Linked DNA regions of Sus scrofa: region 1 is linked to region 2. The links are chromatin contacts, called in public HiChIP or PLAC-seq maps. All regions are on one chromosome and are shown on one strand. Each heading gives the region's core, a stretch centred on a gene start, on an enhancer-like site or on the middle of the called end of the contact. The rest is flanking DNA. Distances are from core to core; before and after follow the strand shown. Region 1 has its middle 100 kb from the start of YTHDC2. Region 2 overlaps NREP (neuronal regeneration-related protein).

Region 1 (6,367 bases), core at 3,820-6,319, 220 kb after region 2:
TATTCACTTAGGAAAATTGCATGGACATCCACTGCATTAGTTGTGGAGAAACAGGACAGGACACAAATACACACATATATGTGTATGTATGCATATATGTATACATATATAAAATAAGGAATTGGCTCATATGATTATGGAGGCTCACAAGTCCCCAGATCTGCAGTTAGCAAGCTGGGGCCCCAGGAGAGCTGATGGTGTCTTTCAAGTGCAATGTCAATAGTGTTGAGACTCAAAAGAGTCTCTGTTTCACTTTGAGTCCAAAGACAGAGGAAAATTCTTTCTTCTTCAGGATAGTGTCAGCCTTTTGTTCTATCCAGGCCTTCACCTGATTTGATGAGGCCCATCCACTGGGGAAGACAGTTTGCTTCACTCAATCTGTTGATTTAAACATTGAACACATCCAAAATGGCCTTCACAAAAACACCCAGAATAACATCTGATCAAATATCTGGGAACTCTGTGACCCAGTCAAGTTGACATATGAAATTAACTATCATATCCACTTAGAAAAACTGGCATAGATGGAGGTCAGGTCACCTCTATAGGACCAAGCTTTTCCTGGATTACTTACCTTTGGCTCCCAACAAACTTGCCTTCCAGGTTGTTCACCTAAGCCAGTCCTGCCTGCTTCATTAAGCAGAGTCTGAGGGGCTTGAGGTCAAGCTGAAAACTCTTCCTTGGAGATGTATCACCCTCTACTGTCATCCGGGGCTTCAGGATCTGGCATCATCATAAAGGTACCCAGAAGGGCAGGGTATTCACTTCTGTCTGGCAGCGCCTTCTCTGTGCTCTCACCTCCATGATGTTTTGAGAAGCATGGTCCTGTAGAGTGTGGCAGAAAGATGAGTGAGTCTGGAATCAGGAGACTTAAACCCCGGTTATGGGAATTCCCATTGTGGTGCAGCAGAAATATCCAACTAGTATCCATGGGGGGAGGGTGGGTGACCCCTGCCTCACTCAGTGGGTCAGGGGACCTGGTGTTGCTGTGAGCTGTGGTGTAGGTGGCAGACAAGGCTTAGATCCCACGTGGCTGTGGCTGTGACTGGCCACTGTAGCTCTGATTCCGACCCCTAGCCTGGGAACTTTCAAATGCCACAGGTGTGGCCCTAAAGAGAAAAAAACCAAAAACCAGTTTTGCTTCTTATTATCTGTTTCCTTAGACAAGTAACTTTTTAGTCTTTTTCTCTTTCTGTGAAATGGGAATACCCACAGACCTCATAAGAGTTTGTGAGTCTTAAATTAGTACAAATCATCAAAAACTATACAAATGGCAATTCCTATTATTAATTTTTAGTAGGTAGAACTAAAAACATATGAAAGAGTCATCATCACTGTTTTCACATTATAATGATTGGACTGGTAAAGTCCAGAAGGGCAGAAACCAGACCACACAGTTGTACAGTAGCTAGGCAGGCATCATCCACAGATATGTGCTTAGTACAAATGTTGCTGATGACAAAAGCATCATTTCCTAATCCTTCTCAATTGGCTTCAGCTTTCCTTGTTTATTGCCCATTCAATATATCTTCCAGAAATAGGGTTGCCAGATAAAAATTCAAAATGCCCAGTTCAATTTGAATTTCAGATAAATAATACTGTTTTAGTATAAGTGTACCTATGCAAATCATTTGCTGTTTATATGAAATTCAAATTGAACTGGGCATTCTGTATTTTTATTTGTTAAGTTTGGCAACCTATCCAGAATGGGAGTTGGCAAAATTTTGTGTTAAAATTGAACATTAACATTTTCTTAGGTGATGAGTATTTAAAATAGACAGTGTTAAAAATTTTATTTAAGAGTTTTTAATGGTTCATACAACTGTTTGGCTTAAAAAATGCTTTACTTAAAAAACTAATGGACCTAAATCTGTGCCGTAGCCTTACTGGTTTCATTCATAAGATGAGGCCAATAATACTTAATGCACAAGGCTGTTTCAAAGCATACCTGAGATTACATGTGAGAAAGTTCTTTGTGAGAGGCCCCCCCCAAAAGATCTCGAGGAGCACAGACTTTGCTATCTTTGATTGAGTCCCATTGTTACCATTTATTGCTACGTGACCACAGACAAGTTACTTAACTTCTCTTTGCCTCGTTGGCTCATCCATAATATGAGGATAATAATAAAACGGACCCCAGGGAATGTTTATGAGAAGGAAAAGAGAAAATGCATAAGTAGTACTTAGCACATAATAAAGCAGTTCCTATAAACATTAGATTTTATTAAAAATCTAGAAAAGTTCCCTTTATACATGGTATTAATACATGGTATTAACCCATGGCAGTAGGAAATTATGGACCTAACTCCAAGTATAAACTCTTCCTTTGTCTCAGGGGTCCTTAAAATAGGATACATTTTTCTCCTGTGCCATCAAGGTTCATACCTTGTTGATGGAGTGGAGTAATACACACACACACACACACACACACACACACACGCACACACACACACACACACACATGAGTGGACCTCTCATTACCCATCTTCTTCGTGAATACTATGACTCCCTTCCTACCCTGAACACATCATTACAGCCTTTCCTGGAAATGCAGCAAACCCCCAAAGGTTTAAATCAGTTCAGATCATTCTTGTTTTAACATTGTGTAGAGCATTAATAGCATCTTCAGGAAAAATACAACTTTTAAAATTGCTGCTTTAACCTTAGAAATGAGCCTGGTGGGACAATAGCAGGGGACATGAAGCCACGCTCCATGCAGAGCCTTGGCTCTGCTCCTTCTACAGAAAGAAGCCTAAAGAAATCATGAAGCACGAGAAGGTCACCTGTTAAGTTAGGCTATCAAACCACAAGGCTGAGCCTGGAGAGGCACTGGGGATTGTAGTGGGCTTCTGTCTCCAAACAGGGTTGAAGAATTAGGTTTAAGAGCAAAGATTAAAGGTAAAAGCCCACACTTTTTTTTTTCCCCCAATCAGAACCTCCTTGCTTTTATTGTGTTGGAACATTCTAGGTTTCTCATGGCTGATGAATATTAACACTAAGCACATGGCCAATGAATATGTGCTCTCAAATATTCCCTCTGGAATTATTCACGTTTTCCTGGTGCTTCATGAAGACAAGGAATGACTGGGTCCCAGTCTGCCTATTTTTGTCCCCAGCTTCAAGTGTATTTGGTTAACTAGGTGATCAACAGCCATTTGTTCTAGTGATGATGTTGTCCCTTGTTAACCCTGTTATCTTAAATCCCACATTTTAAAAAGTAAATATTACTACTTCGGCCTAGAGTCACGCTTTATTGGATGAATTGCCAAGTTTTTTTAATGGAGTTTTTTTTTTTTTTTTTTTTAAGATGAAATTGATAAAAGTGAAGACAAAAAAGGGAGTTGGACTCTAGCTCCTTCTTTAGGGCCAGCTCTGCCTGATGGCTTCGTGCCTTCTCACACCCCCAGCTTCCCTACCCACTCACATTTCTCTGAGCAGCTGTGCCAGGATTTCATACAGCAAAGGCTTTATGCCACACGGCCCTTCCACACGTCACATCTAAATCATCTTCATTAGCCTTGAAAACTTGGATCCCTAGTGGGGTTCCTGGCACCCCAAACAGCGGAAGCCCTGTGAGTGAGCTGGAGGCACGAAGCCACCGAGGCGGTGGCATCTTCTGGTTGAAATGCATTTTCAACAATGTGTGTGCCACCGAGCTGCTGCTTTTCTCCTCCTTTTGGTGAAAGGCAACTTCAAAATATTTTGTGCATATGAGATTCCCAGCACATATTGAACAGAGGGAGTCATGCATCCTTTTAGAAATTTTCCTGTGCTTAAGGAGACATGTGGTAGCCATATTTTCCAATGTAAATATCAGAACCCTTGATGGTATTTGTTGAGGTAAAGGAACAGAATATCTAAAGTGGGAATTACAGATGGTGAGTATGCCTCTCAGGAGTCACTAGACCAGTGATCTTTCTTTGCTTCCGGATCAGCTAGGAAGTCATTCTTCTCTAGTCTTTTCTTAGTTCTCTCTTGATTTTTCTAGTCTTGCTTTACCATTTTATGTTGAGAAAGATTTTTCCCACCCCTGAACTCTTTGTCCATAAGCCAGACCACAGGGAGAAACATCAAGATGTAGCATCTTTCATGCTGCTGGGAACCTTAGTTGTTGAAAAACTCATACAGCTGCCAAATATAAATGTGGCTAATCTGAGCCGATTCCACAGTTCATGAGAAGAATCTTCTAATCCTAGAATCAGCTATCTCTCCTCACTCAACACTAGCTCTACATTTACCTTTAATATGTTCCTTCTTCGGAATAATAGTAGAACTAATAATACTGATAATGATAACAACTGATATTCAGCCAGCACTTCTGAGCTGGGGGACTTATTAACTCATTTAAATGTCCACATAGCTTCCTTTAAACTCTTACTGGGAGTTTTGAGAGCTTCTCCGAGGATGACATTTTTTAAAATTTAGGATAAAACCATCTTTTATTATTAGAAACAATACTTAGAATTTACAGGAGAAAAAATGAGGAAGTACAAATAAGCCAGACAAAGGGAAGTGTTGAAAGCACCTCCGTCTCTTGCTCTCCAGTATTCCCCAGAAGAGGCTCCAGGGAACCAGTGTTTTTCCAGGACAGAGGTCAGGAAGTGGCAGCCTCCCCATGCAGTGAGTCCGCTCTGTGCTTCCCAGGTTTTACTCACTGAAACCTGAAATCTGAGTTCTTGGGCTCAATCCTCCACCTCCTGCACTTATCTTCCCCCCGCAAACACCTGGAAAAATTAGGGAGATGGGTGGGGCGCCAGATGTCTGCACAGGATTCAGGTACAACAGGCTGAAATGTGTTTGCAAGGGCAGCTGGGGAGCTTGTCTTGAAGCTCCATTTGCGCATAGGCATACTAAGTGTACTCAGATAGAATGTTTAAGAAATGAACACAGCTGATGTTGGATGGGCAGAGACTGTGGTGGGGCAAAATCCTCCTAAGATAACCCTTGACATTGGTTTGTGGTTGACCCCATTCAGGAGAGAAACTTGACAGCGCTTGTACCCAGTGAGCCAAGAGAGAAGGGGCAGCTGGGGCAGAGAAAGGGGCCCAAGACAAAGGCTCTTATGTCATCTGCCTGCCTGGGGCTGGTTCTCCCAGGACCGGAGCAGCTAGCAGCGGCAAACTCAGCTTGCTTTCTTTGTCCTTATTGAATTGGAAGGAAGTCAAGGAAGCCTGCACGATTGTAAGTCAGGGAAATGCGAGTGGCTATTAAAAGCTTGCAACATCAAACTTTCCCATTGGTATCAAGCCAACCCAGGGCAGATGTGTCAAACGCCTGCTTTCGGCTGCCTTGCTCACTCCAGGAAGGAGATGGGGGCAGCAGGAAGAGGGAACAGAAAGACGCAAATATTGTTAATAATGTTGCCTTCAGTCCTAGGGTAGGAGACCTACAGGTCAGTGGAGCCCCACTTAGTGCAGAGAATAGTCTGTGAAATCAGAGCAAAGACAGAAAACCAAACAGCTCTCTGCACAGGAATGAGAGAGAAAGGAGGCGAACTTGGTGGAATATCAGGGCTGTCTAGAGGCAGAACAAATAACCACAGGCTGGAAAAGTACAGTGGAGGGGAAATGTGGGGGCTAGGCAGATTCCTCACAGGGCTCAGGGCGATTTTCCTTGGCATCCTCTCAACTCTTTTGCTGTTGCTTCTTTGAATTGGACCATCTCGGGCGCTAAGTAAGCACACTCTCCATATTTTCACAAAGCTGGAGTGGAGAGAGCCTTTGAGGCCCACCGGAGGTCCAGAAGCCATAAAGGAAAAGGTTGACAGATTGGAATAATTAAGAAGCCAAAACTAATACTTGGCAAAGTCAGTTCACATGAATAAATATAAGAGTCAAATGAGGACGGTGGGAAAATATTTGCAACACAAAGAAGAGACAAAGAGTTAACATCCATCATAACTAAATTGCTCCTACAAAACAATATAAAAAGATGAAAGGGGAAAAATGGGCAAATGATAAGAGACATTTTAGAGAAGAATTTACAGATGGTCAGTAACATTTGAAAGATGCTCAAATCACTAATGGTTATAGGTTTTTTGTTGGTTTTTTTTTTTTTTTTTTTTTGTTTTTTTGTTTTGGTTAGGTTGGCAAAAATTGAGTAAGTTTTTGATGACATATAGGATAAGGATAAGGAGGATAAGGAGGAAAAGCCCTTTATATTTTGTTAATGGCTGTGACCTTTTTGAAAGACAATTTGGTAGAAGTTATCAAATTTAAAATAAACACTTTTTTCCAACCAAGCTATCCCATGTATAGGATTCTGTTTTAGAAAAGCTCTGATTTTTAGAGGGAAAGGGGTATGTGTGTGTGTGTGTGTATGTGTGTGTGCACATTGTAATAGCAAAATACTAGAGGTAAACTCAAGA
Region 2 (5,800 bases), core at 2,840-5,339:
CTGTGATATACCTAGAGCCCATATTTTTCCATCTCAGCCAGAATGTCATGCGAAGAGTTAATCATGTACCTGGCTGGAAGTTAGATGTTGGCTCACTTTAATTAAATTCATGTGAGTGAGATGTGCAGGGCCCTGGAGAATCATGTCACAGTTCCTTAGCTGACATACTCCTAACTCTCTAGCCCTAACCCATCTTCAACTTGCTGATACTTTAAGGACATGAGGCTGGGACTTCCCACACCCTAGGAGTGGCTATTTAAAAAAATATTTCCCCTAAGTATGCCATGTGTTTTCCACATCATTGTGCCTTTACACATATTGGCTCTGCTAAGAACTTGGGATTATCCTTCTCTCCTTCCACCATTCTTCTTCACAGTCCAGCTCAAATCTTCTGAAAAATATTCCTCAACACCCCCAGGCAGAGGCTCCTGCTCTGGACTCTTGGTTCATGTCCTCCTCCATCCACTCTGTAATATGACATAAGTGTCCATGAAGTTTTTGAGAGCAAAGACCATGTATTTTTTCATTATGTTTTCCTAATAATTAAACTCATTTATTGAGTTGGTCCTCAATAAATATTGCTTGGATACATGATGCCTGGAAATGAAAGCAAGCTCAGATAAATATTAAAGGATGGACATTTTTGGAAGATGACTGATCTGACAGAAAACAAACAAACAAAAGATAGTAATGAAGGAGATTGCCAGTAATGCAGGAGAAAATCTTTGGGAACAAAATGGATGGCTTCAGATGATTCTGTACCTATGCACAACGTGTTCAAAAGGAAATTCATTGAATCACACCCAGGGTTTCACAGCCACAGCCACATTGGCTGGAGGGTGGCCTCCCTACACCAGCGCTTGCTTGCTCCTTGCCCCATTGGGAAGCTAGTGCTTGACAGGACTTTGAGCTGTGCTGCCCTGAAACACTCACCCCCATGGTGGGAAGTCCCTCCTGTCCTTAAGTATCAACACATGTGCCTGTGTTAGGATAGCCTAGCTTGCACATCACTGTGGCTGGAATTACGCTAATCATTACTTAGCGTATCGGTTATTAACAGCTCTTCCCTTCAACTTCTTTTTATGCCGGTTTTCTCTTCTTTCATTTTGATATCCTCTCTTTCTTCCTTCACCCAATTTTCCCTCTTCTCTTTTCCCCTTCTTTTTTTCTCTCTGAATGGAGACAACTTGGCATTGCAGTGCTTGGACTGTGTGCCATCAACTGTCAGTTATAAATGCCCTCCTTGACATTTTGCCCTTCTTCTGCTACCTCTTTGCCTCATGTACCTACCCAGGTTACAGAACTATCCGTGAGGAAGAGAATTTCCCTTACCACAGCCAACTAAAGAAATGAGATAATAACCGAGACCCTTTAAATCCACCCCTGTGTTCCAGAACAGTATCACCGGCCCTGGGAAGATAAAGAGCTGATTTCCTTCCATCAAAGAGTATGATCAAAACTGGATAATCCAGAGGTACCCAGACAGGGAGCCTCACCTTCAGAGAAGCCAAAAGCACAGCTGAAACCTTCCTTCTTTCACCATAGTCTCACTCCATCCTAGCTGGTTGGCCTCATGTGTAGGTGGTAGAAACTTCCCTTCCGTGATGCGTATGGAGACTAGGTGTCCCATTATTGAAACAGTAGGACTTCACTCTATTCATGAAAAGTTTCTAGGACTATGCTTCATGGTACAGTTTATCTGTTACTGGAAGGATTAGGAAGTTGTCTTCAGCGGGTAGCAAATTAAGAGCTATAGAAGAATTTGGCGCACATGATCCAGTCGAATAGATCCTTCGAGATAGTTTACCTGAGGTCAAGATGTCCGTAAATAGAACAAGGTGTAGTCTTTGCGAGGAGAGCTCTAGGTGGAAACAAATAGGAAAATGTCCTTGTGCTTCAGCCTGACCTTTAGATGGAGTTATACCATTGCTTTACCATTTCAGTTATCACCCTAAAACATTCCTCACAAATGTGCTGTGAGCCATTGTAGCAAATCCAGGATACTTGAAATGAAACTACAAAGTAAATGGACACAATTTGAAAACTTTTGAGATTTCTAGTGCTGGTGAGGTTGAGGAACAATGAGAATGTGGATGTTTTTGCATTATTGAAGAAAGTATAATTTGGTACATTACTTTGGGAAGCTTTTGGCAACATTTGGTAAAATCGAATATTTATGTACTCCTCCATCAACATGTCACTGCTAAGTTTATACCCTAAAGCAGAGAGTTGGCAAAGGCCAGGTAATAAGTATTTTCAGCTTTACAGGCCATATATTCTCTGTCACGCCTATTCAACTCTGCCACTGTAGTGTGAAAGGAACCATAGACAGTATACAAACATGAGTATGGCTGTGTTACAATAAATCTTTATTTATTAAAACAGATGGCAGACCAGGTATCCCTAAGGCATAGTTTGCTGACTCCTGCCCTAAAGAAACATTTAATCATACATTCAAAGATAAATATATAAGAATGTTCATAGCAACATTTTTGGCAATGGAACAAATTAGTAACAATTAAATATCCATCACTAGAAGAATGGAAAATGAATTGTATGAATGTGTGAGGAAATACTATATCAGCAGAGAAAACCATGACTCTAAAAAGACACATGTACTCCAGTGTTCACTACAGCACTGTATACAGTAGCCAAGATATGGAAACAACCTAAATGTCCATCAACAGAGGAGTGGATAAAGAAGATGTGGTACATATACGCAATGGAATATTAGCCATTAGAAGAAAAGAAATAATGGCATTTTCAACAACATGGATGGACCTAGAAATTATCATGCTAAGTGAGGTCGGTCAGACAGTGAGACACCAACATCATATGCTGTCGCTTACATGTAGAATCTAAAAAAAGGACACAATGAACTTCTTTGCAGAACAGATACTGACTCACAGACTTTGAAAAATTTATGGTTACCAAATGAGACAGGTTGGGGGGTAGGGGGGTGCACTGGGGGTTTAGGATGGAAATGCTATAAAATTGGGTTGTGATGATCATTGTACACCTATAAATGTAATAAAATTCATTGAGTCCAAAAAAAAAGATGCTATATCAGAATAAATGAGTAAATAGGAATACTGTATATCATCATGGATAAATCTCACAATGTTTAAGCAAGAAGGATGCAGACAGAATGATACAATTTATTTACAGTTTTACAAAATAACTACACATATTATCTTGAGATATGTATATACATAGTAAAAGTATAAAGACATTTTTGGAAAAGCCAAACATCAAGTTTAGGGTAGTGAAAACCTGTGTCAGAGAGTAAGGATAGTGCTGTTGGGGAGCGGCACATAGGGAACTTAAACTGCAATTTAACATTTTAGTTCTTAGGCTAATGGGGGATACATAGATGGTGGGTAGATGAGTGCTCATTATCCTATATCCTAGACCTATTTGTTTGTCTCAAGTATTTTTATAATTAAAAAAATTCGGGGTTTTAACATTTTGAATGCCTTTGTGTTGGACTGCAGGTTTTGACCTATTGTTGATATACAGGTGCAGTTACCTTGAATCTTAATGTGTTACTCAGCGGTAGGGCCGACATACTCCATCCCTGGAGCCGGTTTGACAGCACATTTAACGTGAGGACATTTGTTTTGGACGATGAAAATGCTTTTAATAACCTTGGTCTTCCAGCAACACTCTTATTTATGATTAGAATATGTTGCTATGGAAAATTGCTTGTTGAGGGGGAAAGGGCTTTAAGATTTTGTTTTGTTTTTCATTTGTTTGTCTTCTTGTACTTTAACCTTACTTCAGTTTTCTTACCCAGATTCTATGGCTGTATTGTTGTTGTCTGCATTTTCTTTTTGAACATTCTAGTAAGAGATTCACAAACTATCTTTGCCCTTTATTTCACATTTTAGGTGGGTGAGTTTTGGTCACCAAGCATCAAGTTAGGTGGTTTTCTCATTCTCCAGAGAGGATGAGAAAAACTGGAAATGCCTTCTACATGGGGAATTGATTAAGCTCAGATTTTTTTTTCCCACACTGGAAAGATGCTGATTTGGATTCATAGTCATGATATGACTCAGCCACAGCTGGGAACATGTTGTCCACTTACAGTGAGCTGTTCTTTGCTTGGGAAAGGTGACAGACTGACAGGGCAGGGGAGAGAAGTGCTGGATTGGTTTTGGTGTTTAGGAATTTTTTCCATGAAGACATGCCTTGGACTCCCATTCACTTTTGCATGTCCCTTAGGCACAGCTGTCTGGAAAGGAGTCTTGTTTTTGTCTCTGAGCATATATGACAAATGATCTTTGAACCTGGTGTAACTGAAATAGCCACAGCAGATCCTAGCCTACATATCTACAGATTGTTGACATAGAGGCAAGTACCACCGGGGCATCTCTCCCTCTCTTGTGTGCATCTTGTAAGGCAGGGCTGAGTAACAGTAAGGACTGTTAAGTATATAGTTTGTATTGTTGTTTTTTGAAAATAGTGAGGATTCATTTCACTATGTTTCGGCCAGCATTTATCCAGTACACTGCCTTCTATTTTCTTCACAGCTGTTCACTGCCATACATTTCTGATCCAAAATACAAAGTTGTCCAAAAAAATGTGGAACACATTGACCTGATCTTTGCACCAGGGAAGTCACATTACAGGAAAGATGAAATTATTAGAATGAGGCTTTTGTGGGGAACTGAATATTTCTGGATTTATAGGGATGATTAGGCCCCTATCTTTCTCAATGCAGTTTGTCTTCATTATTTAATATTTGGGGCCAACAAATGTGTTTTCTAACAAATATAACTTTGATATCCAAAACATTTAATGTGGCTCTCGAAGACTGAGTTGGCAGCAGATGTTGAATTAGAAATTATGAGGAATGTGAGTGAGCGTTGCCAGCATGGAGTATAGCATGTGAACATAAACTGATCATAAAGTGGCAAAGTCTAGGAAAGCCTTAGTAACTAACAAGAAGACATCTTTATACGATGTCATAAAGAAATAAGTTTACTTCAAACATTACATGAATACTAAAATTTATGTGATAACTAGAACATGCTATGAAAAATTTCCTGGCCAAGATGCCTTGCTTTAAGATATGCCTTAAAATAATTTAAAATTATCACATCCGTGCACTCTTCCAAAGAGTGGTCACCTCTTAGAAGGAGGAAGAGTATGGTATATTTGTTAAGAGCCTAATGTTTGGACTTAGGGTCCAGCTTCTCTAGAAAACCTCTGAGTGGTTTCTCTCTGAGATTTATTTTCTGCATCTGTAAAGAACAGATTAAAGTAATTACATCATAGATTTGTTGTGAGGATTTAATAAGATAATATAAAGCAGCTAGTCGGCTCAATAAGTGATATCTATCATGATTACATTATATAAATGATATGTAAATGATAAAACTGAAACCTTTTCTAAGTTGATAAATATCCTTCTATAATGTAGTTCAATATTATTCATTTATCATATCACATTTCTTATTAATATTATAAAAGACAATTTACTTCGGTTCTTAATTGAAAGGGCACAGAATCTGAATTAAAGAGATCTAAATTAAAGAAGTTTTTCTCTGGCAAGCTTCGTACTTAGGATCTCCAAAGACAATATTTTAATTAATTTTAATAATTTTTTTTCTTTTTTGATCACCCTGTAGCATTATGGAGTTTCCAGGCCAGGGATTAGACTGAGCTGTTGGCGTGGCAGCACTGAATCCTTAACCCATGGTATCAGGCCAGAGATCCAACCTGTGTCCTGGTGCTGCAGAGATGTCGTTGTGCCACAGCAAGAACTCTGTAGGAAAGAATTTTAAAGTAGCTATTG

The links. HiChIP or PLAC-seq counts read pairs in DNA pulled down with a chosen protein or histone mark.
Region 1: an H3K27ac HiChIP or PLAC-seq map of skeletal muscle shows a contact between it and region 2, with 5 times the contacts expected there. The contact joins two enhancer-like sites. A contact is called at or near these places in 2 of 47 Hi-C or Micro-C datasets (embryonic fibroblasts and epiblast stem cells) and 1 of 2 datasets of contacts at active chromatin or transcription factors (skeletal muscle).

Annotation. Positions count from the first base shown.
Region 1 is chr2:117,896,657-117,903,023 of Sscrofa11.1, forward strand. No RefSeq gene overlaps it. Among named protein-coding and RNA genes, the nearest start is that of YTHDC2, 100 kb to the right of the region's middle. Within about 2 kb of position 5,070, at least 39 of the 83 cell types and tissues checked have an H3K27ac peak or open chromatin away from gene starts, as enhancers often do. A contact at or near this core is called in skeletal muscle, where this site is marked.
Region 2 is chr2:117,678,817-117,684,616 of Sscrofa11.1, forward strand. All of the region lies in intron 2 of NREP (neuronal regeneration-related protein), which reads left to right. Among named protein-coding and RNA genes, the nearest start is that of NREP, 180 kb to the left of the region's middle. Within about 2 kb of position 4,090, at least 10 of the 83 cell types and tissues checked have an H3K27ac peak or open chromatin away from gene starts, as enhancers often do. A contact at or near this core is called in skeletal muscle, where this site is marked.